7 separate regions of the Mus musculus genome follow, and all the other regions are linked to region 6. The links are chromatin contacts, called in public promoter capture Hi-C and targeted proximity ligation maps. All regions are on one chromosome and are shown on one strand. The core of a region is the stretch at or near the end of the contact, and the rest is flanking DNA. Distances in the headings are between cores, read along the strand shown. Region 1 overlaps Tg (thyroglobulin). Region 2 overlaps Phf20l1 (PHD finger protein 20-like 1). Region 3 overlaps Tmem71 (transmembrane protein 71). Region 4 holds the start of Tmem71 (transmembrane protein 71). Region 5 overlaps Tg (thyroglobulin). Region 6 holds the start of Zfat (zinc finger and AT hook domain containing). Region 7 holds the start of Phf20l1 (PHD finger protein 20-like 1).

The links. Promoter capture Hi-C pulls out the DNA fragments that hold promoters and counts their contacts. Capture Hi-C pulls out chosen DNA fragments and counts their contacts.
Region 1: a contact with region 6 is called in a targeted proximity ligation map of pro-B cells, with 4 times the contacts expected there. A contact is called at or near these places in 7 of 39 promoter capture datasets (the 3T3-L1 cell line, the C10 cell line, cranial neural crest and 4 more) and 5 of 130 datasets of targeted methods (astrocytes, embryonic stem cells, large pre-B cells and 2 more).
Region 2: a promoter capture Hi-C map of liver shows a contact between it and region 6, with 8 times the contacts expected there. A contact is called at or near these places in 3 of 39 promoter capture datasets (hippocampal neurons and liver) and 4 of 130 datasets of targeted methods (the NIH/3T3 cell line, astrocytes, large pre-B cells and 1 more).
Region 3: a contact with region 6 is called in a promoter capture Hi-C map of neutrophils, with 10 times the contacts expected there. A contact is called at or near these places in 3 of 39 promoter capture datasets (the 3T3-L1 cell line, embryonic stem cells and neutrophils), 4 of 130 datasets of targeted methods (epiblast stem cells, extraembryonic endoderm stem cells, large pre-B cells and 1 more) and 1 of 9 other capture datasets (liver).
Region 4: a promoter capture Hi-C map of liver shows a contact between it and region 6, with 6 times the contacts expected there. A contact is called at or near these places in 5 of 39 promoter capture datasets (the C10 cell line, HPC-7-derived erythroid cells, liver and 2 more), 1 of 484 Hi-C or Micro-C datasets (B cells), 6 of 130 datasets of targeted methods (astrocytes, extraembryonic endoderm stem cells, large pre-B cells and 3 more) and 2 of 9 other capture datasets (adipose tissue and liver).
Region 5: a targeted proximity ligation map of microglia shows a contact between it and region 6, with 5 times the contacts expected there. A contact is called at or near these places in 5 of 39 promoter capture datasets (the C10 cell line, embryonic stem cells, hippocampal neurons and 1 more), 1 of 484 Hi-C or Micro-C datasets (CD8 T cells), 5 of 130 datasets of targeted methods (astrocytes, embryonic stem cells, large pre-B cells and 2 more) and 1 of 9 other capture datasets (embryonic stem cells).
Region 7: a targeted proximity ligation map of microglia shows a contact between it and region 6, with 7 times the contacts expected there. A contact is called at or near these places in 11 of 39 promoter capture datasets (the 3T3-L1 cell line, the C10 cell line, HPC-7-derived erythroid cells and 7 more), 6 of 484 Hi-C or Micro-C datasets (B cells, CD4 T cells, liver and 3 more), 15 of 130 datasets of targeted methods (DN3 thymocytes, astrocytes, differentiating embryonic stem cells and 12 more) and 2 of 9 other capture datasets (adipose tissue and liver).

The regions. Positions count from the first base shown.
Region 1 is chr15:66,745,203-66,749,243 of GRCm38.p6, forward strand. It overlaps Tg (thyroglobulin), which reads left to right. Exons shown (of 48, transcript NM_009375.2): 35 at 3,529-3,594. Among named protein-coding and RNA genes, the nearest start is that of Tg, 76 kb to the left of the region's middle.
Region 2 is chr15:66,607,202-66,610,984 of GRCm38.p6, forward strand. It overlaps Phf20l1 (PHD finger protein 20-like 1), which reads left to right. Exons shown (of 21, transcript NM_001081409.1): 9 at 2,325-2,407. Among named protein-coding and RNA genes, the nearest start is that of Phf20l1, 32 kb to the left of the region's middle.
Region 3 is chr15:66,539,295-66,543,285 of GRCm38.p6, forward strand. It overlaps Tmem71 (transmembrane protein 71), which reads right to left. Exons shown (of 10, transcript NM_172514.3): 6 at 2,279-2,464. Among named protein-coding and RNA genes, the nearest start is that of Tmem71, 20 kb to the right of the region's middle.
Region 4 is chr15:66,559,726-66,563,500 of GRCm38.p6, forward strand. It overlaps Tmem71 (transmembrane protein 71), which reads right to left and starts at 1,321. Exons shown (of 10, transcript NM_172514.3): 1 at 1,005-1,321.
Region 5 is chr15:66,815,893-66,820,117 of GRCm38.p6, forward strand. All of the region lies in intron 41 of Tg (thyroglobulin), which reads left to right. All of the region lies in intron 1 of Sla (src-like adaptor), which reads right to left. Among named protein-coding and RNA genes, the nearest start is that of Sla, 14 kb to the right of the region's middle.
Region 6 is chr15:68,257,380-68,261,128 of GRCm38.p6, forward strand. It overlaps Zfat (zinc finger and AT hook domain containing), which reads right to left and starts at 1,477. Exons shown (of 16, transcript NM_001145888.1): 1 at 1,289-1,477. The coding sequence starts at 1,307.
Region 7 is chr15:66,575,531-66,579,603 of GRCm38.p6, forward strand. It overlaps Phf20l1 (PHD finger protein 20-like 1), which reads left to right and starts at 2,042. Exons shown (of 21, transcript NM_001081409.1): 1 at 2,042-2,317.

The sequences.
Region 1 (4,041 bases), core at 144-2,643, 1.5 Mb before region 6:
GTGTGCAGAACACAGGGGTTACTCAGGTCCATATATCATAAACTCAGGCCTTCCTGCATAGGTAGAAACAGGCCCTGATAGCCCCTGCATCTTAAAGAAGATTGCTTCCCCCACCGCATTCGTATGTGCACGACATGGGCTTCAGTGAGGCCTCACTTGGCTTTGTTCACTAAGTCAAATGTGTCTTCTTGAAATGACAATCACAGCTCTGGGTCCTTTTATCTTCTAGGCAAGGTCCCTTAAAAACTGTTGAAGTTACAGACACAAAAGAGACATTAGTAAGGGATTGTCGATTTCTTCTAGTTTCCTTGAGATCCACACAGATGGCACCACATTCACAGAGCAGTTAGTATATCCTCCCTCCTCCTTCCCCTCATACCAACACTCTCACACTTCCCAGGCACTATGTGTTCCTATCGTTGGCTAGCAGCCAGGATTCCCTCACTGTAGTGCCTTCTTTCTACTCACAAGCCAGTGAGGTAAGGCTTATTCTATTTCTTATGCCCAGACAAGATGAGATTGGAGCTTTTTTCTCCAGCACTTCTGACACAAAATGTGTAGTCCCATCTGCAACCAAGATCCCAATTCTCTAGACATAAGTTGGGTGTTTACTGATTCTTTCAGTTCTGATGCAAAATACCTGAAGTTTAAGTCAGAACTAAGAACCTGTGCAAAGGGTAGAATCTTACAAGCTTCCCCACTACCTGCTAACTGTGAGCTCATGGCCTTCTGTCCTTCCAAGCAACTGACTGTAAGTTAAGAATTTCCATTTCTCCTTGGGTTGTTCAATAGCTTGCCAGAATAATTCAAGGAATACAGAGAAACCATTAGCTACTATTCATAGTTTATTAGGATAGATTCAACTGGGACTGGGCTAGGGTGTAGCTCAGAAGTAGAGTGCTTTTCTGGCATATGTAAGCCTTGGGTTCCATCTCTACCAAGGCAAGCAAACAAAAACCAACTCCTTACAATTCAATAGCCATTTGGAAGACAATGTGGAAAGTGGGGTAGACGGTTCCCGGGCCTATCCTGGCTATGTGCTCACTCACTGTGGACTTTTGCAAACCCAGCAGCTGAGGAGCTCTGTGTCAGAAAATAGAATGAGGTCCTGATCTTACTACATGCCAGTGTCATAAATGTTTGCTATATCACCTGAGGTCAATCCTCAGACTGACCATGGTGTGTTTCATGCCACTAGATTACAGCCGCAGGGAGATCTACGAAGCAGTGTATACAAATGGGTGCTGGGAGCTTTGTCTGAGTCACCTGTCCTCAGTTCATGTTTCAGTTGTCCCTAGATTTTCATTAGAAACACACACAATACAAACAGAGCTCTCTGTGGATTTCAACATAGATTTCTTGAACAGTGTACCCAGATAACAGGAAGTACACATTTAGATAAACACCCTCAGCAGATGGCCAGACTGTTCCCTAATGACTCTGCTCTTGGGTTCCCTATTCTGGGAAGGGACAACAAAACAGGGTGTGGCTGGAGTCTAGATACAGGCCTGCTACAAAGGAGTGTAGGGGGGAAGTTGTTAGCAATTATGGACATTCTGTGTGATGCTTTCAGTATGGGGGTGTGTAACCTCAGCTCAGATGTCGGTATCAGGAAACCTATTGGGAATATCAACTCTCAGGCCAATCCCTGGCCCCTGAAGTTGGACCCTTGGAAGATGGGTCTCAGCACAGTATTACCTGTTGTTACCAACCCCTGAGGCAGATTTAATGTCAGCTGAAATTTGGCAGTTGATGTCTTTAAATGATAGCAAGAGGCGCCTCCATGAAAGTGAAATGAAGGGAGGGAAGAGACTGTGGCTGAAGCTCTGGAGCCTTGAGAGGCCAGGGCTCTTAGTTCAGTTTATGTGGTTACCACAGAGCAGGGTGACTTATTTTTTTTTTATTCTTTACTTTTGTTATAATTTATTTTATTTTATTTTTTATGGATGAATTAATTTATTTTTAATTAGGTATTTTCTTCATTTACATTTCAAATGCTATCCCAAAAGTCCTCCATACTCCCCCCACTCCCCTACCCACCCACTCCTACTTCTTGGCCCTGGCATTCCCCTGTACTGAGGCATATAAAGTTTGCAAGACCAAGGGGCCTCTCTTTCCAATGATGGCCAACTATGCCATCTTCTGATACATATGCAGCTAGAGACACGAGCTCCGGGGGGTACTGGTTAGTTCATATTGTTGCTGCAGGGCTACTTATAAGGAAATACCTCTCACAGTTTTGGCAGTAGACAAGCCAGTTAATGCCAACATGCTGGCATCTGGAGAGGGCCTTCTCCAATTGTAACAGGGTAGAGGCAATGCATGGTAAGGAACAAGGTGAGAAGAAAAGCAACAGTGGAGATGGCAGCTTTTCAAACAGGACTCTTCCCAGGATCAGATCTAGAAGCTACACAGACCTCCACAACCCCTCATCCTCACCACGCTATTTATCTAGTCATGAAGATGGGAGCCCACAGCCCTGACCACCATTTAAAACTTCCACCTATGGATGGCCATAGAGGCAAATGAACTTCCACAAGAGTTTTGAAGGAAGCATTCAAGTCATGGCATGGTGTTTTGCACACCAGACAAAAGGGAGTAAGATAAGAGATAGAAATATGGGGAAGCCATGCAGAACTTTTGGAACCAGCATAGAAACACACTCTGACCCGAGGGACAAGAGACTATGACATGAATGTGCCATTATGAGGGGGAAATCCTCTGAGTGGATAATGCCCGAATTTGTTGATTGCTCACTGTATTTCCTAAGCTGCAATGCCAGCCCCTATGAGGGAAAGGAGTTCTGGGCTTGGTCCTCTTTACATCATTGGAAGGAGGAATAATAAGGAGGCTTTGAAGATTTGGATGTGTTCAGTGAAGGGAGCAGAAGGGAAGAGGCTAGAGCATTTCTGTGGCATCTACAGGATATGCAGTTCCTCATTGAGTTCTTATATCATCTTCACTATACAAATACCAAGGCCAGGCACCAAAACCAGATGACCTGTCCTTGTGCACTTCTTCCTCGTGATATATCATGTTCAAAGACAAGTCTGTCTTTCCCCAAAGTCCAGATATCCCCACTCGTGTAACTTGCTATTTATCATTGCCGTTTATTAATCTTTTGTGCCCTGTTTCTGTGGCACACATTATATATTAGGTCACTTCTTGTAGTCCCACAGTGACCTTGGTGATAGGTAGTGTCATCTTCATAGTACAGATGTGGAAACTGAGGTTACAGCAGCAGGCTTTTGTGGTATGACTAATGACATATGAATGAACAATGCAAGCTACTCCTGGATGGAAGCTGTCAGGCAGTATGAAGTATACTGAAACCTCTTTACTCTGTGTGGTGCTAACTCAAGCATGGTTTTGGACAGAGGCTTCCCAGTCCAGGGTCATAAGAGAAGAAGTCATCATGGAGCTCCACCCCTGACTCATACTGACTTGCACAGACCTCTAGTTTCCACCACTGCCCTGCACCTCTGCTGTTGTCTCTGTAGCTAAAATCCCGCCTTTTCTTCTTTCCAGCTGTATGGAGTGACACTCCTAGCTTCTGCCCTTCTGCTGCCCTGCAATCCCTCACTGAGGAGAAGGGTAAGTTCATTGTCTACCTGATCATTCTTGGGAGAAATACCATCTCTCTCCACTTCCTATTTTTTCCTGTTCCTTTGTGCAATGACTTAGCTTTTAAGGCATGACACTGTTACATTTATAAATTCCAGATTTTGTGGATGAAACACACTTGCAGGTATGCTAGACATCAGCAATGTGCCCTTTCCGTAGATATAAATGACAGGAGTGCAGGCATAACAGCTCACAAGATCAGATGGCTTTTAAGCCTGATGTTCTCCTTGTCCTGTCTTAAGTTTGCATAACTCTCCCAGATATTCTCTAGACTCATACAGTCACAGGCAAGGCCAGGAGGGTGGTGTTGTGGTCTCAACGTCAAAAGGCAATTGTTTGTCTATTGGGACAAGCCAGCTGTAGCTTAGAGCTACTGTTCAGAGAGTACACTAGATACTGAAGCTATGGTCCCACACC
Region 2 (3,783 bases), core at 1,205-3,704, 1.6 Mb before region 6:
GATGCGCTCTCATTGTCATGGACATTGCTGGAAGTTAGAAATGTTTGTGTGATGTCAGGGATTTTTGCAAAACTTGAAAAAAATCCTGAGATTTAAATTTACTCATGACACATACTTTTGACCAAGATTTCAACTTCATTGTTCTTTGAGCACCCCCTTTTGTATTCCTGGGAGTGCTGGCCTCCTGTTTCTCCGTGAAGGCTATCATTGTGGAGTGATTTTGTTTGGTGTTATGATTCATGGTAACTTGATGTTCCCCTTCTGCTCACTGTTTAATGTCCTGGTGCTATAGCTTGCATTCTGTAAGACAGTCTCCTAGAGTAGAACCTGTTTCTAATCTACAGAGAATACGTATTTGAAATGATTAAAGTTAACTTAATTTGTGTCATTTTCCTTTGAATTCTCATTGACTCTGGATATGAAATTTTTCTTATGATGTTGTCAGGGAAAGATAATTGCATTTGGACTTTCTGTCCCTCCAAGCAGAGGGAGAACCTGCTCTCCAAGTACTTGTTTTATCATGTGTCCTCTTTTGTTTATGCCTACTAATTTTTTTAAAGTTGATATTCTGGTCAAGCATACAAAATTTTACTGTGTATATTTGGTGCTTTTGAATGCTCTAGATACCAAGTGTATTTTGAAATTAGTTTATCTTAAGTTCTTCATTACTGTCTGGCCAAATTAAAGGGTTTCCTTTTTCTTTACAACAATTATATAGAAATGGCTTTTAATCAAGTTGGTCTATACTATCGTAATAGGTTATGGATGGATTGTTTTTTTTTCTTTTAAAACTTGTACCATATGCTAAATAATTCATCTCATCTGTTGATGAATGTAAAAAATATTCTATCACTTCTAGGAAAGATAACAGAGTAAGGCATAGTTATTAATATATTGAATGGCAAATATTTGTTGTGTTTGAATAGCTTTAAGGAATAGAACTTCTGCTCATTTCCTGACATAAAAAGACTTTGATTCTGTGTCATTAACAAAAACTTAGGTAGCCTATTGATTCTCAAGAATGGTAGCTGGAAAAGAAACAAAAACAGTGATATGCTGTTTTAAATGTTAAAGAAATACTCTATGCTACATCTTTTGTGTTTATGTAAAATATGTTTACAATGTAAATAGGATTGAATTTGTGGGTTAAAATTTTATAAAAATAATCTACATGCCTTTATTTCTCTTTTAAATACACACCTTACGTGATGTGGGACGTGAAGGAACTATACAGATGGTGGTCTCAAACTAAGTAGAGTACCAGTCACTAATATATCAGATTCATTGCTTTGCACTGCGCCTCTTTGTTTCACACTAGGTGTACACGTTCATCTCTTCAGTAAAAACAGTGTGCCTACTGACGAATGAGCATATTGCATGTGTCTCTCTTAGTACTGTGAGGAGGTCATATGAGTATGTGTGCTTCCATCTTGGTTACTTAACACCTTTGGGGTAGTTATATGAGAAAATTGGCTCATGTTGCCTTGTGAATAACTCTTTGTCCTTTAGTGTTTCAGGGAACCTTTTCTCTCCTATAAACTAATGTTAACAATTTTAGTAATAAAAGTGATAAAAATTCCTATAGCAAGTTTACAATTATCACTTGTTACACATGTTTCCTTTTATGAACAAAGTAGCCATTAAATCTAATATTTGTCTGAAGGTCTGATAAACCTAGTCTCATAAAAAGTAGTGACAGAATGAGCTAAGAATTGTATCCAAGTGAATGCTTTTATTAATTAAGGCAAAATTTTGATGTCTTGTGGAAAAAAAGTGTGTCATAAATAAGGAATTCTGTCTTTTAAAAATCCAGTGTTAGGGATATACATTACAAAACAACTAGAACTTCCCATTTTTTCACCATGTGTAGAATGAAGTCAGGCCAGATGTTCTAAAGACCCACACATTCTTTCCCTTTCATATAAAATAAGCCTAAGAAATGGTATTGAAACTTTTGGAAGAAGATACTGCATAAGTGAGCATAGATGCACTAAGCTAAGGTTAACGAGTATAAGTGAAATTAAAATTTAGAAATGCTTTTTGAAAACTAGTGTGGCAGAATGATATGCTACTCTACTTTATCAGTATTAGCAATATAAAACATCTTAATCTAGACTTTGAAGCCAGAATAAGTTTTATGTATTTAAGGATCTCAAAAAATAACATTAAAAAGAAAATAAGTCAATTATGTGAACAACTCTCAAATTTAAGGGTATTTGTATTTATTAAAAGTTAGCATTTGAAAGTATTCCCTGTAGAAGTTTATTGTGATGAAATCAGTCCTTCTTTCCTAACAAGCCATTCTTGTACAATTTTTTTTCAAGGTTTGTTGGCATCCAAAGCTGTTGGGGTGGATGGTGCTGAAAGAAAAGAAGACTGCAGTGCAACAGCTCCAGTCCTGGAGCAGGTATGAAATGGTAGCATTTGCTTGTTTCAAGGTCCCACTGGAAGGTCACTCACGGAGCTGTAGTACTACGTGATTGCAGTTGCCCTCTGATCAGATATGGGGATAGAGCACTGACTCATTGATGAGACACTTTTAACTCTGCCTTCTCCCGAATATGCACATAAGCTATGGACTGTATTAGCTTATGTTCTCCATAGACTGAAATGAAAGCCATTGTCTCCACAATTAGAAGGCCTGGAGACAGGCATCCCAGGGTATGAGCTTCCAGCTGGACACCTTTAGCTTTCAAAAAGACCCTTACACAAATACTTTTCATTTGTGGATTTAATCAGGGTTTTTTGACATCCAATTAAACTTCTTTTATAAGAAGTTTCTTTTATATTGTAACAGTTGGTGTTCTTAGACTGTGTTTTATGAATTGATCAATGAGCCATACATTTTTGCTAGGATGTATATTTTAATAACTACAATAAAAAAGAGAATTTAAAAAACTTTTAAGGGTCTGTCTTAAACCACCTAATAGAGAAATTTAAAACCGCAGGTTGCAGTTGCTAGAACTGGCCTTGGCTATGTTCACGTACCCACAATACCTGTACATACTGAGCTGTGCATGCTTTTCCATCCTCTAAGGGCTTAACTGCTTAGGCACTGTATGAATACAGTAATAGCCATAACTGAATTTCTTTGGTTCTCCTGTTTTAAAATCTGAGCCTTAATGTAGTTTCAATAAATCCATTTTGTATTATCTTAATTTTCTTTATTAGTAGACTAATAAGACTTTAAAATGAGTACCTTTTGCTCTTCTCTATATGTGTTTTAAAGGATAACCCAAATTTAATTGATATTGTATTGAGTTTTTCAGTGTTGATTCAGGCCTGATTTGAAAGCAGTGCATTGTTTTGATACCTCCATTAATGTTGTATTAAATGAATGGTCTTTTAAATTGAGATCAATATGTCAGTGACTCATACCTTCCAGTTTTCTGTGAGCATCAAACGGTTAAGTCTTTGCCGTTATTGTCAGTATATCAACCAAATTTTAAATAACTTTTTTACTGTGTATGACTATATTTAACGTCCCAGATATAACAATATTTTGTACCCCTACAATTGTTACAATATACTCAGAATGCGATATATCAGGGACTTGGGTAATAAAATATTTCTGGAAAATTCATTACAATGTCAATCTTTCATTACACATAATCTGTGAGGTACATGTGATTGTGAAAAGTACTTACTACATGTGGAAAGATAGTTTAGAATTGAGTAACCAGTTCAGAGAAACAGTTTTAAAAAGAAAGGAAAGTAGAGCAACTCGGCTATTTGTACTTGCATAATTCAAAACTTTTCAAAGTCCTTGCCAGTTTTGTAACA
Region 3 (3,991 bases), core at 432-2,931, 1.7 Mb before region 6:
ATGTTTCAGACTTGCTATTTGCTTTGATATTGGAAGAAGCCCTTGTAGAATTTATGCTAAAGTCAGAACACTAAAAATATGATGATGAATATGATTATGTCAATCACAATAATAAGAATGCCTATCATTTGCAGAGTGTTTTATAATTCACAAATGCTTTTAATACGTTGGCTAATTTAATTATCCTGAAATCATGCAAGGCAGGGGACATAATCTCAGTTTTGCATATGAGTAGACCAAGACTAAGAGACATGGTGCAATAGTTCAATAACAAACAGCTATGAAGTACCAGAGGCAAGGTTTTAAAACCACATCTAGACAGGACATAATGTTTTGTCTGAAATGAGGCATAGAAGGACAATTGCAACTTTGCTTTCTGGAAATCTCTAAAGACCAAGAAGAAAAAGATACATGTATTATGAAGTACTTAATCTTTCAAAATTCTGTAATCAGTGAACTATTTCAATGGGGTCAAATCATGGAAGAAAGAAGCACAAAACACCCAGCACTTGTAATTAGGAGACTCATAAGAATCATACCCTGAGTCTCAGACTAATCACCCGTAAGAAATCAGAGCTGACTTAAAGATGAACACGTGAGGGTTTAAAAATATATTTATGAATAGATCTCAACTTAATCCCCCCCCAACACTACAGAAGCTCAATTTTGCAACAGTTGTTTAAAACTCAGAAAGACTTTATACTGAGAATGTTTTTATTTTTGTGATTTTATCCTGGGAATGAACACAGAGTTAGCTATAAATCTCACTGAATCCCTAGTGTGGGCGGAATTCTGAAGTCTGGCGAGTCAAAGTGGAGCAATAGTAAATTATGTCACTCAGAGTGTGGAAGATTTATGTATACTGTGAATTAAATAAATTATTGTGGGGTTCAGTTGAATGTTAACCATTCATCTAAAGTGTATTTGCATTCTCCATCTCTTCTGATTTCATGTGCAATTAAGGAAAATAACCCCAGCTTGAGACACGACAAAGTTCTCTGGCTATGAACACTGATGGGTCACTGTATGGTCAATTTGGGATCCAAGGATAGCTATGACCTTAGGTTCAGAGAATGCTGAGACATGCAGGCAAGCAGGCAACAGTGGTGCAGCTCATGGGCATAAGAGAGAGGAGTTCTGTGAACCAGAACATTGAAGGCTAGGCTCCCTAGAAGAGGTGGCTGCTGAGACTCAGAAGGTACTGATAGCCTGGTGGTTATCCTCACAGTCAAAGATAGATTTTTCTGCTATTGAAACACATGTACCTGGAACTTAAATACCCTTTAGCACTTGCTGAACAACTGCAGAAGGAATATATTGTGCGGGACACATGACTAAGTCTTTGGAGGAATGCTCAGTGGGACACTATTCAGTAATGGTTTATAGAGGCGAGTAAAACCAGGATCATTTCACTCACTCTCTGCCTCCCACAGTGATAACCTCAGTTGTATTGAGTATTCATGTAGACAGGACACCGTGTACAGTCTTCTAGGCTGTTTTCATTGCAAAGCGAAAACTAGGAAAATCTCTCTGCCCAGGTTCAAGGTTAAATTTTAGAGTTTGTCACCTGCGTGTAGAGCCTAGTACATTTTTTTCCTATGGTGGCTCCTTGTGCTGTAGATTATAGGAGAGGCTCTGAAACATGAAATCTCTGCAAGCTTAGCAGAGCGAGCTCAGCTCTCCTCTGCTGGATGTGAGACATCATGAAAATGTCATTAATCTGCTGCTGACAAGCGAGAGTCATCAGCACACTGGTGAGCTTCTTTCACTCCTCATGCTAGGAAATACCAAGAGCTGCCTTCCTGAGTCATAGCACTAAAAGACGTGGGCTTTTGTTGTTGTTGTTGTATTGCTTTGTTTTGTTTTGGGTTTGTTTGGTGTTTGTTTGATTTTGGTTTTGTTCTTTTGTTTGCTTTGTTTTGTTTTGTTTTTCTTCATTTTTTCTCCTTTTAGAGCATATCAAACACATGCTAATGATCAAACAGTAAATAATAGAGACCTGTCATCCTTCCCCTCAGCTTTATCAAAACCTAATACTTATCAGGCACCAAGGTTCTTAAAAAATAGAACACTGTATACCCAGGGTTGCTGAGGACTCCATGACTAAAATCAAAGGCATTTGCCTCTGTATCTTCTGGACACAACCAGGAGCCCAGGTCCTCCCTTCCTCAAGCAGGTTGATACCAGTTCTTAAGCGTACATTAGTCATGGCTACATCATTCTTACGTGGCAAGAAGGAAGAATAGTTTGGGTGTGGCAAAGATTTAAAAGGACTCACTTGAATGATCCAAACTGTTCTTTTCGAAGTGCCCTGATGCTTTCACCTGAAGTTGAAGAGAGGAACTTTGGGAGCTTTCTCTGAGAGACTGAGGCAGGATGTAGCCAGAAGAGGAGGATTCTGAAGTGTCTGTGACTGGCTTCTGAGACTCCCAGCCATCACTCAGAGAACAGTCTAGATCACTTCCTGGAAAAGCAAAAGAATTTAATCATTCTCTCTCTCTCTCTCTCTCTCTCTCTCTCTCTCTCTCTCTTTCTCTCTCTCTCTCTCTCTCTCTCTCTCTCTCTCTCTCTCTCTGTGTGTGTGTGTCTATAGGCATGTCTTGGGAGACAGCCGTTCTCTATCTATCTATCTATCTATCTATCTATCTATCTATCTATCTATCTATACCTCTGTGTGTATATACATATATCCAATGATGCTGTTGTACTTTTTATTTCTGTTTCTATGATGAAACACTCTGACCAAAAGCAATTTGTCAGAAGAAAAGAACTGTTTATTTGGATTAAAATTCCAGGTTACAGTCCATCATTTTGGGTAAGCCAAGGCAATAAGTCAAGCAGCTAGTCACACAGTACACTCCCAGTCAAGATTAGAGAGGAAAAAGTGCACCAGTCATGATGGCTTGCTTCTGCTCAGTCAGCTTCTTTCCTGCTGATGCTGTTCAGGGGCCCCAGACAAAGCACTGATGCGTTGCATAGTGGGCTATATCTATTAGCAAGCAAGATAATTGCACATAGACATGCCCCACTTGCTCTAGATAATGCCTCACTGAGATCCTCTCTCCTGAGTAACTCTAGGTTGTGTCAAGTTGACAATAGAAACTAACCAACAAAGTTGCCCTGTGTAAGGTTCCCAATAATCAGAACAAAAGCAACATTGCCTACTGCACTAGCGGAGGGGGGTAAGAGGAGCCTGCCTTGTGTTGTTTTAATCTGTCCCCATCCTTTGAGGTATAAACAACATATCTTCAGAACACAAATAAGCAAAGATGAGAAGAATGAGAGTTTGGTAAAGGAACCCAAATATAGTTACGACCAAGTAGCTCAGCAGAATTCAGGGAAAATATAGTTTTACAACAAATGGAGAACAGACCACAGAAAGCATTGGCTTTCCATCAAAAGAGTAGGGGCTTCATTTATAGACGATATACTGTTTCTTAGTAAGAATGTCACCATGTAGATATTCATGTGGTATTTCTTCTGGATAAATCAATGTACAGTTCGATATATAGTAAAATCCAGGTGGCCCTTGAAGAAATCATGAAATGATACTATAACATCATGTAGGCAAGGGCATGGATTATCTCATCTTCAACCTCCAAGTGATGTTAGGTTATGAATAGATTTATTTGAAGGATCTGTGTAAGCATATGAGCCTTACATCTTTACAACATTAGACTTTATAGCAGAGATAACTCCTACTTCTAATTTGCCCATTCACTCATTTGGCATCTATTAGATGTTGCTGTTGAGAAGCAATAGCAGAGTAGACAGGTGTCACCATTTGTTTTGTGAGGATTTTATTCAGGTAAGAGCAGAGTAGCAAAATATGTTATGATAGGTGTTACTATAGAAACTCTCTATAAACCACTTTGAAACACTGAATGAAATCTTGAATAGCAAGTACATGTTTCGTTTTATCATTCAAACAGAATGCTTGGTGCAAATAGTTTCTAATGCATTCCCTTATAATGGTTCATTTGCAAATACA
Region 4 (3,775 bases), core at 71-2,570, 1.7 Mb before region 6:
CAGCCAGCAGAACTAGTTTCATTATTGAGTTGCAGTAAGTGCTTGGAGATTGTTGCCATTGACAAGTGGCCATGGAGAAGGTCAAGGCTTTTGTGGTGGCTATCAGTCTGAACATTCCTAAACAGCATAAGCTATACTGAGCTACAAATAGACCACCACAACCCAGATTACAAAGTCACATTCCTGAAAGCTTAGAATTTACTTTTCAATTTCAAAGTAAGCATGCTTCAAAGTGTGCAATTTGTGCAAATATTGATCAGTTACCTCTTATCACATAGTTCTATCTCCATGTAGCTACTGAATTACATAAATTATATAAGTGTATACATATACATATGTTTGTATGTATATAAGTATATATGTATAATACGACCCTAGTAGTTTTATAAGGTGACATGAGAGCCTTTTATGATCTAGTAGTTCTGTCCCTGTTTTTGATAAACATGTCAACTAATAATTGATTGCTATAACATAATACATTAAATCAGTCACATCAACTCTAAGGCTCAAACTAGATTATTTAATAATGTATAGTGAACCTTTCAAGGAATCATATACTCCAGCTTATAAGATTGTCTTAAATAATACAGAACTTTCTAGCATTCTTTGGAAGATTTCTAAATAAAGACACACATTTTTAAAAAAGAAAATCACTGGTTTGAAAAAGATAATATCCATACAAGTGAACATACTAGCATGTTCCTTGTGATTTCAGCATTGAGTAATACAATAAGACTTTGTCCAGTCCAAATGACTATATGTTAGTTTTCCTCAGGCAGTAAGCTTAGTTTTAAGGCAAGGCATTGTGCAGCAGAAAGCAAGGTCTCGCTGTTTGATCTTACAAAAGCGAGGAGCCATGTACAGTGAGCATAATGCCCGCTAGTCAAGAATTAGTAACTGTGAAAACAACTTGCATTCACAGCTCAAGAACTTTTCAAGAAACAGACTCTGTCTACCAGCTCATCAAAGCAATGCATCTGTTCTGAAATATAACTTGCTCATACATATTCCTCCACAGGGAGTCCCCGGGCTCTTCTTCCGACTGATAAATGACAGGAGGGTTACTGAAATACGAAGCTTCCCAGTGGTTGGTAGTGCAGAAAGCTGGACCGAGCCGTTCTTCAACTGAAAAATCCCATCAGAATGTCAACAGGTGCAGAAGTGACTTCCCACAGAGCACCCCGTCTTCCCTTCTGGTTGGAGATGACCATGTCTCTGCCACTTTCACAGGGCAATTTGGTGGTCAGGGGCCTCTGGATCTTTCAGCTGCTTCCAAGAATAGAATAGCTTGTCATTCTTGGGAGTTAGTCTCACGGGCCTTGTTTACTTTCAATATCAGCCTTTCCGAACTAGAGGCAGGGCAGCAGAATGAGGTCATACTTCCTGTCACGATCGCATCAGTGGTGTTCACAGAGTAAATACAGCAGATCTTCTTGACCATCAGAAGGGAACAGGCAACCCAGAGTCAGGTCAACTCCATACATTGTGATCATTGAGGGATGCTTCTCAGAGCTTCTGTGTCACCTCAAACTATATTAACATGAGAAAATTTAAGCCATGTTTCCTGTTTGACATTTTCTGGCTATATTCAGTTATGAGTAGCATACAGTTATTATGCTCTTGGTCCAATTAACCTAAATATATCAAAGATAGCATCAACGCTATCAAGTTCAGGATGCTATAAAAGCTATATATTATCTATAATAATGTGATTTTTATGAGGCTATCCTCTGATACATATGCAACTAGAGACACAGTTCTGGGGGGAGGGCGGGGTTACTGGTTAGTTCATATTGCTGATCCTCCTGTAGGGTTACTGACCCCTTTAGCTCATTGGGTATTTTCTCTAGCTCCTTCTTTAGGGGCCCTCTGTTCCATCCAATAGATGACTGTGAGCATCCACTTCTTCATTTTCCAGGCACTGGCATAGACAGGCTAAGATTAAAATGGTCTTTCACGATAGCTTTGGGACCTCAGACTTGTGGCTTAGCATCTTTGAGCTGCAATTTTCTCAAATTTAAATGTAATAATCTATAGCCCCAAGGTTGGCCTGCAGAATCAAATGAGAAGAAAGAAGAAAGAAATAGCTGGGTACCTGAGGGAATGTGCAAGATGTATTCCTTATTGGATTTTGTGAATTGACTTCTCTTTGGAGAGCTTGATCAGGATGGTGGAGAGTTTGTGTTATTAATTCTTGGGGATTGCTACCGAGATTATTTTTGATGTTAGGAGATATCAGTATTATTTCCTACGCAGAATCCCACATTCTTTCCACCTCCATTGTCTCTCCCTGGGACTCCACTTACTACCTCATTCTGACTGTATTTTATGCTAACATTCCAACTGTCTACTTGGCCTCTATCCAACACATTATGCACATACATATCTCACTATGTAAATTTGATTATGTCATTCCTTAAATTAAAACCTTCATCTTTGCTCCTCTCTCATAATAAGTTCAAAATCACCCCTGCAGCCTATGAGGCAAGTTTTAGCCTCATACTGCACACATTCTATCTTCTAAAGTTTGACCATGTTGATCTTCAGCCTTTCATCTTGTTCAGGTTTGCTTTCACCTTGGAGTCTTTAAACATACTACCGTTGTTTCTACATCTTGTTCCTAAGCAACTCCTTCTACATGACCTCTCCTAGATCAAGTTATGAAGGCCACAGCTCTCTACAATTTTTATTTGGAGTGTGCGTCATAGCTACAGTTAAGGAACCAAGAGACTTTCTATGTTCCATCTCCTGCTTTACTTCAGAGCCTAAGGTCTATCTATTCTTTTCTTGTTATATATCATGGTGTAGTATGAGGTTTAGTACATACTAGGAAATTAAAAATGTATGAGTTGCATGACTACCAGCTACCTCAGTCTGGGCTTTTTGCCACACACACTACAGAATTATATCAGGGCCTGACATTGTTCTTCTGGTCAGAGTCTGGGAAAGCTAATAATCTGGAAAGAGTGGCAGGGATGTCATTCTAATACAGAAATTACTCCACAGTAAAATAAGTATCCAAAACTTAGTTGTTTATAGTGATATGCTTTTATTTCCTCAGGTGGTGACTTTGTAATTGGTCACCATGGCTAAGCTGAGCTTTTTTCCAGAACTCTTTCCACTTCATTTTCTACCCAGCAACCTGTGCAGAATGTGAAATGTGTTAATGGAGCATGAGCCTTGTCTGGTTATGTGAAGGTCCATGTGCTTGCCTAGTTGGACTCTCAGCTTGGCACAACCAAGAGTCAACTGAGACAGAAGTCTTAACTGAAAAATTTCCTAGACCTGGTTGGTCTGTAGACATATCTGGGGGTCAGGGTGAATCATGATGGTTAGTTCATGTACGAAGATCCAACCTATTGTTAGCAGCATCATTTCCTGGGCCATATAAGAGTAGAAAGAGCTAACTGAGAGCAAGCAAGCAAGGTTGTGTATATTTTGTCTTTGCTTTTAACTGTCAATGTGATGTGACAGCCTTACATAGCTGCTTCTGTTTCTGCCTTGACTTCCCCATCGTGATACACTGCAGCCTGGAATTGCAATCCATGCTAACTCTTTCCTCCCCTAGGTTGCTTTTTTTTTTTTTTTTTTTTTGGTCAGGGTATGTGTCACAACAACTATGACAATCCAGGCAAGTCAGACTCTGTTTTTATCTCATTCATGCAACCTGCATAGGATATTTGGATCTCCCTGTGGACTAAACTCAAGACTCCAGTCCCTACTGAGTCCTCTTCACTAGCTTCACAAAGCCTAGTCTAGAAGCAAGTATGGCTGC
Region 5 (4,225 bases), core at 1,374-3,873, 1.4 Mb before region 6:
TTTCTATATAAATGTTGGAAAAAAATAGATGATGAGAAATCCAAGCTTAAGAACCAGGTAGCATCCCTTGAGTGAAAAGAATCAGGTACTAGTGTACTTGGTTAGGCAGCTCTAATGCACTTAGATGCTTTTCCTACCTGTGAGGACATCCTGTCTCCTGCAGATGTATAACCAGAGCTCACCTATTCTCTGTAGATCTCAGAGCTCCCCTAACCAGAAGTGAAAACTCCCTCTTTGACACTCTTGGGAGCTGTATTTGCAACACAGGAGTCAAAGTCAAGAGACGGAGGCCAGATAGCTAAAGGCAGGGCTATATGGCCTTGTACAGATTTCCAAGTCTCTCACAGAGCATAATATAATACTTCTTGCTTGTGAGGACTCATGGGGAAATATACATGCATTTCCTAGTGTACTGTAAAACCATCAAACCCTCCATTTCTGTAAACCCTTGGTAAAACCATAGTGGATCTGATAAATGGCACAGGAGGTGGTGAGTCTAACATAGAGCCACTGAACCTACCCTGAAGAGGTGACCCACAAGTATCCACTGAATGAATGAAGAAAGAGACTGTGCCTGGGGAATAAGAGCATTTGTATTTATTTCCTCTTAGCCTGTCTTTCCCATGTAGAGACGAGTAGACAGTTCCATTCCTCAAGAAGTGCTAGTTCTGCTTTGGGATTGGCTTAGAGTTAGAGAAGTAGCCTGTGGGAAGATCTGAGTTTACCCACTGCAAACCGTTTCTAAACCGGCGTGTGTCATCAAGCACTGTCTTTGCAAGAAGACTCCTGGGACTGTAGTTCCTCAACAAAAGAAAAAAGTAGAAGCTCTTCCCCATGACCCCTTCTGCTCAGGAGGTTTGCAGAAGTACCAAGACTCACTAGAATCCTATTCAGTCCTTGCTCAATTAATCCCACTAATGTGCCTCCAGAGCCTGGGTGGTTCTCAGCTCCATATGAGTAATTTACTATCTTCCAGATATGTTAGCTTGATCGCCATTGTCTTTCCTGTTGAAATAGTTGTGATGGAGCCTCTGTGGGGTAGCAAATGGCAGAGATATGGGGAGACAGGGCTGCCACTTGATCTACCCTCTTGAGCTAACCTTGAATGGATGAAGGGACAAGAGAAAAGCAGGACAAGACAACGTGGTGGGGGCCCTGGTGCACAGGGACCCCAGAAAACGCATCTAGCAAGACTTTGGTGACCAAGACTGAGTAGGAGATCCTTAAAAGTTGCAGAATTTGATACAGCTAGACATCTGAGGGTCTCATGAGATGTTTGCTTCACACCTCTTTCTCAATTCCTGTTTTTGTAGGATGACTACATTTCTTGTCTTGTCTGGAGTTGATAGTGATGGCATTACTGGCCACTGACAGTCATCTTAGCTCTTTGACTCATTCTCTGTCCCTCTCAAATCTACCTAAACGGGCTAATAAATAATCCTGCATCCCCTCCTTCTGATACTATCCCTATTGTCCTGGGCACTTCATGGATACTCACCAGGGTGTTGTTGATCATGCCATGTGGCATCAGTAAGGATGAAGGATGGTAGGCATGGTGGTGGTGTCTGTCTGCAGATCAACAGTTGCCATAGTAATCTATACCTAAGGTCAAATGGTTTGCTGGCATGCCTCCTTCTATCAATAGAGCAGAACCCCTGGATGAAGGTATCCTCCTGGCTTCCATCTTTTACCCAGTGTCTCTTTATTGTTTGACTAGTCACTTCCTAACTCTTGATCATGTACTTACAGAAAAAAAAAGTTATTCTCAGGGTATTATTCATAGTCATAAACTGTTTCCATAAATAACACAGCAAATATGTACCTATAACTTACAGAAACTGAAAGAGTGACATTTCTTAAATAATATCTATAGACACATACTCTAGAACCTTCATGTGGAGCTTCAGTGGACTATCTGTGGGTATCCCATTTGGGAGATGATTACTGACAGATACCAAAGAGAAACTGGATTGTTTCTAAGCAGGAGTCTGAAAATGTTTTGAAATCATAAGAATCTCTTACAATGTCTTCCCATGAGTAGGGCATTCATGGTAAGGGAATGCTGTGGAGTTTTGCGCCTCACAGACAGCTTTTTTTTTTTTTTTTTTTTTTTTTTTTTTTTTTTTGAGACAGGGTTTCTCTGTATAGCTCTGGCTGTCCTGGAACTCACTTTGTAGACCAGGCTGGCCTCGAACTCAGAAATCCACCTGCCTCTGCCCCCAAGTGCTGGGACCAAAGGCGTGAGCCACCACGCCCGGCTCACAGACAGCATTTTTTAAGAGTGTCTAATGAGACCAGTCTTCAGCTCTGCAATCCTAACTTGCAGACACCATCAGTTCCAAGAGGCGGGGACAACAAGCAGTCAGTGTGATGCAATGTCTGTGTAGAACAAGTAGATGTTCATAGGGAGGAGGGAGCTGAGAAGACTGAGGGAATGAGTTTCAAACAGAGAGAAAAGAAGGCCCCTTCCCCTAAGATCTCTAAACACCTTAAGGCCTTAATCATGTTCTGCTGATTTGGATTCCCTGGGGCATCTTTGTGCAGAAGTTGCCGGAATTAGCCCTCTAATAGAGGAACTCACAGCAGCAACAAAGACCTATACTGGGAATCTAGAAACAGCTGGCTGCCTGGCTGGTGATAAGGCCACTGTGCTCAACTTCCTGACACTGTCCGAGGAAGACCTTGGCACCATTCTGCCCCAGCACCCTCATCGTGTGAGTAACCATGCCAAAGTAACTGGCGAGCCACCTCTGGGTATTTCAGACAGTGCAACATGAGGCTAAGATCCATAGCAAGATTGTTATCACACTCACTGAAACCCCACCTCATGCTCTCCCAGGATGCCTCCTCATGGCTGGATGCTCCACTTCCTCATGATAAGATTTTATTGTCAGAAGAAAAGCAAGCTTGAAGTTGACTTTGATGTTACTTAAGTCACTGACACGCAGTCAGAACCAGCTGGTTAGGTGTAAAACTATCAGTCAGGGTCAGCTCAGCATGCACTGATCCATGACTAATTGCACCAGCAAGGGGAGGCTGTGGAAAATGCCTTGGCTGAGATGAAACTCTAATGCTGATCTGTTAGTCTAGAGCAGCGGTTCTCAACCTAACACTTGTGACCATTTTACACAGTTCCTCATGCTGTGGTGGCCCCCAACCATAAAATTATTTTTGTTGATATCTCATAACTGTAATCTTGTTACTGTTATGAATCATAATGTAAATATCAGTCCTTAGCCTTAGCACAGACTTAGTCTTGGTCTTAGGCAAGCCCTATGAAAGCATCATTCGGCTCTCAATGTATCACAACATATAGGTTAAGAATCACTGGACTAGAGAATAGTCTACCATTTTAAAATTATAGTTTGAGCATCAATAGGAATATCAATAGTACATATTTATATGAAGAATTTTTTATAGATTACATCTTTTTATACCTGTGGTTTCATTTGATTTTCACAAGAATTCTCTGAATTACTGCTTAGGATATCTGAAAACACTGGTATTATTTTCAGGAAGCTTGGTACACATAAGAAGCCCTTTCATGCCGCCTTAAAATTCTTCCTAACAAATATATAAGTAAGGTATTTTTCTCACTCTTACTTAAACCAAAAACCTGAAGCCTCAGGACTTCAGGTTTAGCTTTTCTAAGGTTGTATAGCTTATCAGTGAGGATTGGACTTGGATTTTGGCTGATGGCCTCATAGCCCATGCTCTCAATGCTTCTCTAGTGACATTCTTATATACCCATTTAACAGATGAGGAAACTAATAAACAAAGAAAAAAGGTAATTGCTGTGCTATGAGAAGAATTTCACAAGAGCTTCCAACCTGAAATTCCATTTTCCAAATAATCTTCCTGTACTGGCTAGTTTTGTGTCAACTTGACACAGCTGGAGTTATCACAGAGAAAGGAGCTTCATTGAGGAAATGCCTCCATGAGACCCAACTGTAAGGTATTTTCTCAATTAGTGATCAAGGGGAAAGGCCCCTTGTGGGTGGGACCATCTCTGGGCTGGTAGTCTTGGTTCTATAAGAGAGCAGGCTGAGCAAGCCAGGGGAAGCAAGCCAGTAAAGAACATCCCTCCATGGCCTCTGCATCAGCTCCTGCTTCCTGACCTGCTTGAGTTCCAGTCCTGACTTCCTTGGTGATAAACAGCAGTATGGAATTGTAAGCTGAATAAACCCTTTCCTCCCCAACTTGCTTCTTGGTCATGATGTTTGTG
Region 6 (3,749 bases), core at 227-2,726:
AGAAACGAGCTGACAGAAATACATTTTGTTCAAACTATGAGCCTTCTTCACTTGTCATGGCTGGAAAACAGAAAGATAACCTGTTTGGGGCTTGTTGTGTGTCCCTTTGACCTATAGCCACTCTGTAGCACCAACACTAATTTCACAGATCAAGTGATAGGTTCCAAAGCTAAAGGTGGAGAGTAGTGGAGGTAAGCCCCAGGAACGTGAGTTTTCTGTCCCCTGTATGGATGGACCCAGGCTCCAGCAGGAAACCACAGTGACGTGTACAAATGATCAGCAGCTCCTTCACTCAGTCATTCAATAGAAGGTCACCCCTACTAAGAGCCTGTCTGAATTCCAGGGGACAGTGACAAAGGCCAAGCAAACATATGGTTCACATTGTTTTCCAAGCCAGAAGTCCGATCTCTTTAAAGCTCCACTGTCAGGAATCTGGGCTCTCAACTTTTCTCTTCTTCAGTGAATGACCAACTAAGAACAACCAGGAGACACTGGCAGCGACCCTCGGAAGTCAGGGTCCAAGAGTCTAAATTGGTGTCAATCACAGGCTAGAGGTCACAAGCTTAAGGTTAAGGGGAGTCACCAGGGGTTAAGTGAAAAGTCTACCCTTCCAATGAGACCAGCTAAAGCAGCTTCTGGCTAGACAGTCTGAGGGCTGCCTGGAGGAAGTGGCCTGGAGCCACTTCGTTCAAGCGCACGAGGACAATGCCCTACAGCACTGGGCCAAAGACAGAAGGCAAATGACTACTTGCATGGGACAGGGTCACCCGTGATAAAGCCCATCTCTCTCATTGGCCGCTCCCTCTGAAGGTCACTAGAGAAGGCTGGACTTGAAGCACGTCCTGGCTAAGAACACGGGGTTGATCACTGGGAAGGGGAAGTCATCTACTTTACGAAACTGTTGACTAAGCAAGAAGCCAACTCAAAGCTCACACAAACAGCGGCAGGCAACGGGACTCGAACACCTATGCAGCCAGACGCCCGCGGATGGCCGCTGGCGGGCGCCCTGGCACCGCCCACAGCCCTGGAAACTGCTCCCCAGGCGCGCAGGGCGCTCCCCTCGCTTGCTCTCCACCGCCTCCCTTTTTTTTCTTTCCTGCGGCAGGATCAAGCCAGCTTCCAAACGTGGGCCGCAGAACGCTGCGACGTCGGCGCTCCGCCCGCCCGTGGATCCCTCCGCCGGCCCGAGTCTGCGCGCGGCCTCCCCACTGCACACCACGAGCGGTTTCCCGCGCGGCGCCGCGCCCCACCCCCACCCCGCCGCGCCCCAACCCCCATCCCCGCTCACCTGCCGTCCGCGTCTCCATGGCAACGCCCCCACGGCGGAGGAAAAAAAAAGCCTCGGGCTCTTCCCGGCTCCCTCCCGGGCTGAGCGAGAAAGTCGGACACCCTGAGGAAACTTCGCTCTTTATTTTGATTTTTTTAGGGAAAGAGCCGGAGAGGTTATGGCGAATCTGCGGCATCCAACATGGCGGATGGAGTCTTCGCCCTCCTCTCCCCGGGGATCCGACGCCTACGTAGCGACGTCGGTCGCGGGGAACCGCCCTCGGCACGCAAGGCACAGTGCGCATGCTCGCGGCTACCCTAGGTGCCGGCCTCTCGTCCCGGCGTTCTGCGCGCTGTTTTGGGCCACGCCCGGGGCGGGACGCTGTGATCCTGGGACGTGGGAGTCAGGACCCGGAATGTCCTGAATCCTCTTCCGTGCGGGGACGGCTGCGAGTGGGCAGGCTAGTGCGCCCCTTTGCATACTAGCTTTTCCGGGGCTCAGTTTCCCAAGTTGCCGGTCGGGTTGACTAGGTGTAGTTGGCCCAGGCAGGCTCTCCCAGGGTCCGGGACGAGCCGGGTTGGAAGTGACAGTGCCTCGCACATCTTTTTTTTTTTTTTTTTTTTTTTTTTTTTTGGAAGCTCAGTGACCACCTTTCCGTTTTTTATGTTAGGAGCTTAGAGCCCCCTCCGCACGCTGCAGGAAGCGTCTGTTCCACGTAACTTTGATAGAATATATTTCTACCGACATCGAAGTCCCTTATCCCTACCTATCTTGGTCAGCTTTTTAGCATTCGAAACTGGGAATGAGTTTTAGAGTTGGCCAATTAAGTATATATATAATAATAACAGTCGTACTTGTGCTGGTAAAGCTATCTTTTAGAAAGGTTTTTAAATTAGCCATTGTAAAAAAGTACTCCACACATACAGAAACAAGAGAAAAATGTTAAAAGAAGCAGGACGGAAATGACCGGCGTCTGGGCAGCCCTGGTTTGTTTTTACAGTGCTGGTGAAATGCTGAGTATAGTCCTTCTGTAGTGTTTAGCTTGGAGTGCTCCTCAGACAGCTCTAGGTTCCTCTCTCTTACCCCCACAGGTCGAGGTCATGTGTTTATTACTTCTTCACATTCAGTTGCGCATAACTGTTTGCTACCCCTTTCTGCCATGGACTGAGTTTGCCGAGCGGAGAGAGGGTCCTGTCACAAAGGCCCCTGGGTCTTTTAGTCTTTGCCTACCCATCACAGATTTCATAGTAATGCTACTGAACGACTGAATGAGCTCATTCATTTTGTTCACTTTTTTAAAAACAAAAACCAGAAACGTTGACGTGCCTTTGGGCAGTGAACCTTAAGATGACTGGTCTAATTCTTCATTCTTCTGTTTAGTACATATTTAAAAACATCTTTATTTCAGTGGGCAGGTGAGCAAAGGACAGGTGTTCAGGAAGGTTGTGTAGCTTTTTTGAGATCACATAGACAGTCCATGAAGTGTGTGGCCCCACCTTTCCACAACCCACCAGATGCCGGTAGACACAATGTGAGGAGAATCAGGAAGTTGTTGCTTCACCTCCACTAACTTCTGCCTCAGGGAGGGCTGCGTGGCAGGGGAACAGTAACATCTTTCATTTGAAAATGAACTAACCAGAATGCTGCATTGATGTGATTTCCTTTTTAGAACTCCAAATATTTACACTAATTTTCTGTCAGGACATGTGAGTTGTGCTGGTTGCTGACAATACTGGTTTTGTGCTGGGCTGCCTTTCTTAAAAAGCAGCACTGAAATACTATTGATTGATTAGCAGGTGGGTCGATTGCTCTTGAATGTTGTAGCCAAAATCAGTTTTGGAAATGAAGCTAGTTAACATATATCTCAAAACTCAATGGCTCCCAAACAGTAAAGCCAAATTTTTTTTAAGAAGAAGAAGAAGAAAAAAAAAAAAACTGACTGTAGATGTGGTCTTGAGGGGGTGAGGGGTGGCTGTGATTTTTCTCCACTATTCCTTCCTTAAATCTACTCATTTTTTCAAAAAAGACTTATTGCATATCTTTTCCCAGGCTGGTCCCAAGAAGGAGGAAATTAGTAAGGAAAGGGACGGAAGGCAGTTTTGTGAATGGAGACACCACAGTTGCTTCCTCACCTTCTTGTGTGGCTCACACTTTCAGATGGGGACATGAGTGTGCACTTAGAAGGCAGAGGCTAGCTTTCAGTCTTCTCTATTGTTGTGTACCTCATGTTTTGAGATAGGGCCTCTTGCTGAACCTGAAACTCATTGTCTGACTAGCCTGGCTGGCCAATGAACCCCTAGGATCCTCCTGTCTCGCTCAGCACTAAGATCACAAGCCCACCACACCTAGCGTTTTTTAGAAGGTGCCTAGAATCCAAACTTAGGCCCTCATGTTTGGGCAAAAGAGCTTTACCCCTGAGCCATCTCCTTAGCCCTGACTGACATTTTTAATCTTTACATTTCTAGATGCCTTCAGTTAAGAG
Region 7 (4,073 bases), core at 792-3,291, 1.7 Mb before region 6:
GACCTCATTCCCATTTATAAAACATTCATTTTTGATTTGACTATTTTACACACTTGTAACATAAATTTTAGTCATTTTCACACCTGCTTCCCCTTCTCACCCCCTCCTTCACTGGAACTCCTCTTCTAAACAAGTCTCAGCTTTACTTTCATGTCTCCATTTTGAGTGTTGCTCAATGAGTTTGCTAAGGGTTGCTTGCCTGAGTGTACATGGTGGTCCCTCTCACTTTTATTCTATGGTGTGCCTTTGAGGGACTCTGTTTATTTCTACTTGAAACAGAGAATGATCATGCTGGTTGACACTCAACATAGTAAAGAGTATATACATACATTCAGAAAAAGTATATATGTATATATACATATATATATTCAAGCACACATTTTTAAATGAATGCACACATATATATGTAATACACACACACATCTCTTTCTTTATCTATCTATCTATCTATCTATCTATCTTTCGTCAGAAACCTGACTTAGTGGTACTGTCACTGATGTGATTTGTAAACTTTGTTCCATATTCTGCACATTGCTAGCATCTTTAAATACAAATTTTAAAACAATATAGTTTAAATAGCATTTAAAGTGAGACCTATAGCCTCAAGGGGGACTAAATTCATTAGATTCTAATATTTTCATCCCATCTAATGAAGGGTTGACACTTCTTCATTAAATTTAGATTAGACTCTGAAACAAATGATCCTGATTTATAAATATATGTTTTTTATTTGACAACATTATACATTTTATTGTTTAAATCAAGTGTTGTTTTAAATTGCATGTTTGTTTTAGGTGATCCATAATTCCTACAGTCATCCTAGTGTATCAAGGACTTCTACTGCTAAAACAGTAATTATTGCAAACATTGTAAATCACAGTACTGGGGGACAAAAATATTTTAGAACTGTCTTCTTGCATTGGCATTTTCTTGTGTGTGTGATCTTACTTGTATTCTAATTTTACAGCAAATTAAATAACCGTACATAATATTTTAAAAGTGGAAAGTATAATTCTGCCTGTGACAGAAAAAAGATTCTAGAAATAATAGAAATATTAATTGTATTGGACCAATGAGAACCACAGAGGATTAAAAAGAAGAACATAAAGACAAATATCATCTCAGAACTGTCTTATTCGCATTGTTTGTAGCATCACTAAGCTCAGTATAACTCTGCAACTATTAGATATATATTTCTTGAATGAATGTCTTTTGAATAAAAGGATGATTATGAAGATTTTCTCAATTTACCAAATCTCTTGAAAGTCAGAGAAAACATTTCTATTTTCACTGTACACGATGAAGCAAGATAAATATAAGTGTCATTTGTATGCAGTGATGCACTTTTAAAACGTGGGAGGCAGAGTGATGGAGTGGGGAAAAAAATAGATGTTTTCTCTCAGTAGCACTTTGAATGATAACTTGTAGATCTTCTCAAAGTTGGGATAGGGATTCTCCTGCTTAATATAGACTTTGGTACATGGTAGGTGTTCAACAGAGGTAGTCCTATACTATTAATTGTGAAGACTTGTTCTATTAGTACCCTAAACTTCTTAGGAATTTTTAAAGATTCTTAAGAATCTTTTATTTGTTTTATAAAGATTTCTGAATTTGGAAAGTAGTATAAGTGTGCAGTTTTGATTGTCATGTGATATATTTATAGCAGAGTGTCGTGACAAAGTATCCATTCAAAAGAGACAATTCTGATTTTGTAATACAGATCATTGTGTCTGTCCTTAACGTGGGATAGAACAGACACGGTGAAAAGTGTGTGGTGCATTGACAAGTTTGCCCAATGTGTCAAGTAGTGGGATTTGTTAGAAACCAGCAACAATCACAAAAGGCCACCATCCTCTTGACCCCACCAAGGGGAATCTAGAGCCCAGGTCTTTTCTATGTGTAAGTAGCCCAGCCTGGCCGAAGCCCCACCCCCAGAATAGTCCTCCAATCGGCTGCGCCGCGCCAGCCCGGCCCTCGCGTACCACGTGACTCAACCCAGCCCGCTTCCGGCGCGTCGCGGGCGGCTGACGTCCCCGGCCGGCGTCGCGTCAGGGCTGGCCGGCGGCGGTGGTGGCTGCGGAGGCGGCAGCGGCGGCAGCGACGGCGGCTGCGATGGTAGCGGAGCCGGAGTGGGCTTGAGGGCTTCCTCCCGCGTTTCCTCGGGCCGACGCGGCGCCGCGGGCCCGGCTCACTCGGCTCCCGCTCCCTCCCTTGCTGCTGCCCGGGCAGACTCGAACGAGGCCCGCGCTGGCCTCCCTGACGCGCCCCGGCTCGGCCCCGGACGGCCCGGCTGCTGTGCGGAGACGAGGCCGAGTCGGTAAGAGGCGGCGGAGGGGCCTGGAAGCTGCCGGGTCCCCGGGCTGCGCTCGCGCCCGCGTTGCTCTCGGCCGGCGTCCCGCTCCCTGCCATCCGCTGACCCTATTGTCTGCGCGCCGCCGCGCTACCCCCGCCTTCCTTCCCTTGCCGGGCCGGCGGCTGTCAACCTGCAGCTCCCGGGCTCCGGGCCAGCCGCGCCGCGGCCTTTCCTGGCTCCCCTTGACACCCCTGCGAGCCCGCCTCGTCCCCTCTGCTTAGCTTCGCGGTCTTTCCCTCACCGCTCTCTAGCTCTGTGTGTCTGTCTCTTTCCTCTCACTGTCATCTCTGCAAACTTCCACCATCCTTACAACGAACTCTTTTTTACCGCTTTCTGGTCTTTTTTCATTTCTCTTTTTGTTTCCTTCTCCCCTTTCTCGCTCCCTGTTCCACAGTTTCACTTTAAGGGTCTGTCCAATAGATTGTCTTTCGTAAAAGTTCCTAATTCTGCCGCCTCCCTCATTCTCCTGTCTCCTCACAAGAGAATGGAAATCGTCCCTGCCTTTTGAGGTCCTCATTCCTGAGAGTCACGGGGGATTAGATTTACAGGCTGGAAGTTTGATCTTAGGAAATGTTAGCATAACTGGCAAACTGCCTCTTCGGATTCTATTTCTGTACATTGAAGTAACAGCCTTGTATGTTGCACACTTACAAGATTTCTATTTAAAATATTTATGTTTGTTCCCATTACACCTAGTGTGTCCTGGCTATGAATCTTAACCTCACTGATGCCATGTCAGGATATTCTATATCCCCTTAGGCACGACCTTGTAAACTTGATCCCCCATATTTTTGTAACAAGCGTTGATGCTATTTCTTTTCTTCCCTTTTCAGATTAAAAAAAAAAAAAAAAAACAGGAAGGGACATTTGGAATTCTGTTTGCTCTTAAGTTTTACCTGTTTTAAACAGTGGCTAAAACATTATAAGATTTTTCGTTTGTGTGGGGATTTTTCATTTGTGTGGTGTTTATTTTTTTTTTTTTTAAGCTAGAAAGATCCTAGTGAGTAGTAATGTAAGAACATGTTCTAAGCATCTCCCTCCAACAAGAGCAGCGTTAGATTCCTGGTCCCCAACCCGTTGTATTTTGATAAGACCGTGCTTGCCAGTTATTATTTTCATTCCACTATTGATACCTTGAGAATATATGCATTCTCTTCAAATACTCGGTAGTCAAAAAGGCTGCACGTGTGCTAGGCAAGCCAGTGTGGCCAAAAGATCATTAAATACTTAATGTAAATGGGCTATAGTGAAGTATAGTGAAGTAACGACTCCTGCAGGTTTTTTTTTTTTTTTTTTTTTTAATTGTCATTATGGGCACAATGTTGAGTTAATAATAGAAACCTTACCCAGAGTCTGGCATAATTTGATTATGAAATGTGAAATTTAAGAAAAATCACTTGAAGCCGGGCGTGGTGGGGCATGCCTTTAATCCTAGCACTCGGAATCTCAGCACTCGGAATCCCAGCACTCAGGAGGCAGAGGCAGGCGGATTTCTGAGTTTGAGGCCAGCCTGGTCTACAAAGTGAGTTCCAGGACAGCCAGGGCTACACAGAGAAACCCTGCCTCGAAAAAAAAAAGAAAGAAAGAAATAAAGAAAGAAAAAGAAAACTCATTTGCAAGTCTTTATGTTAAAATGATGCTATGGTGTGCTGTTGAGATAGTATGCACTAACTACCCTGATTTTCCAGAAAGGTTGGTGAGACTCCTCCCTGACACAGTG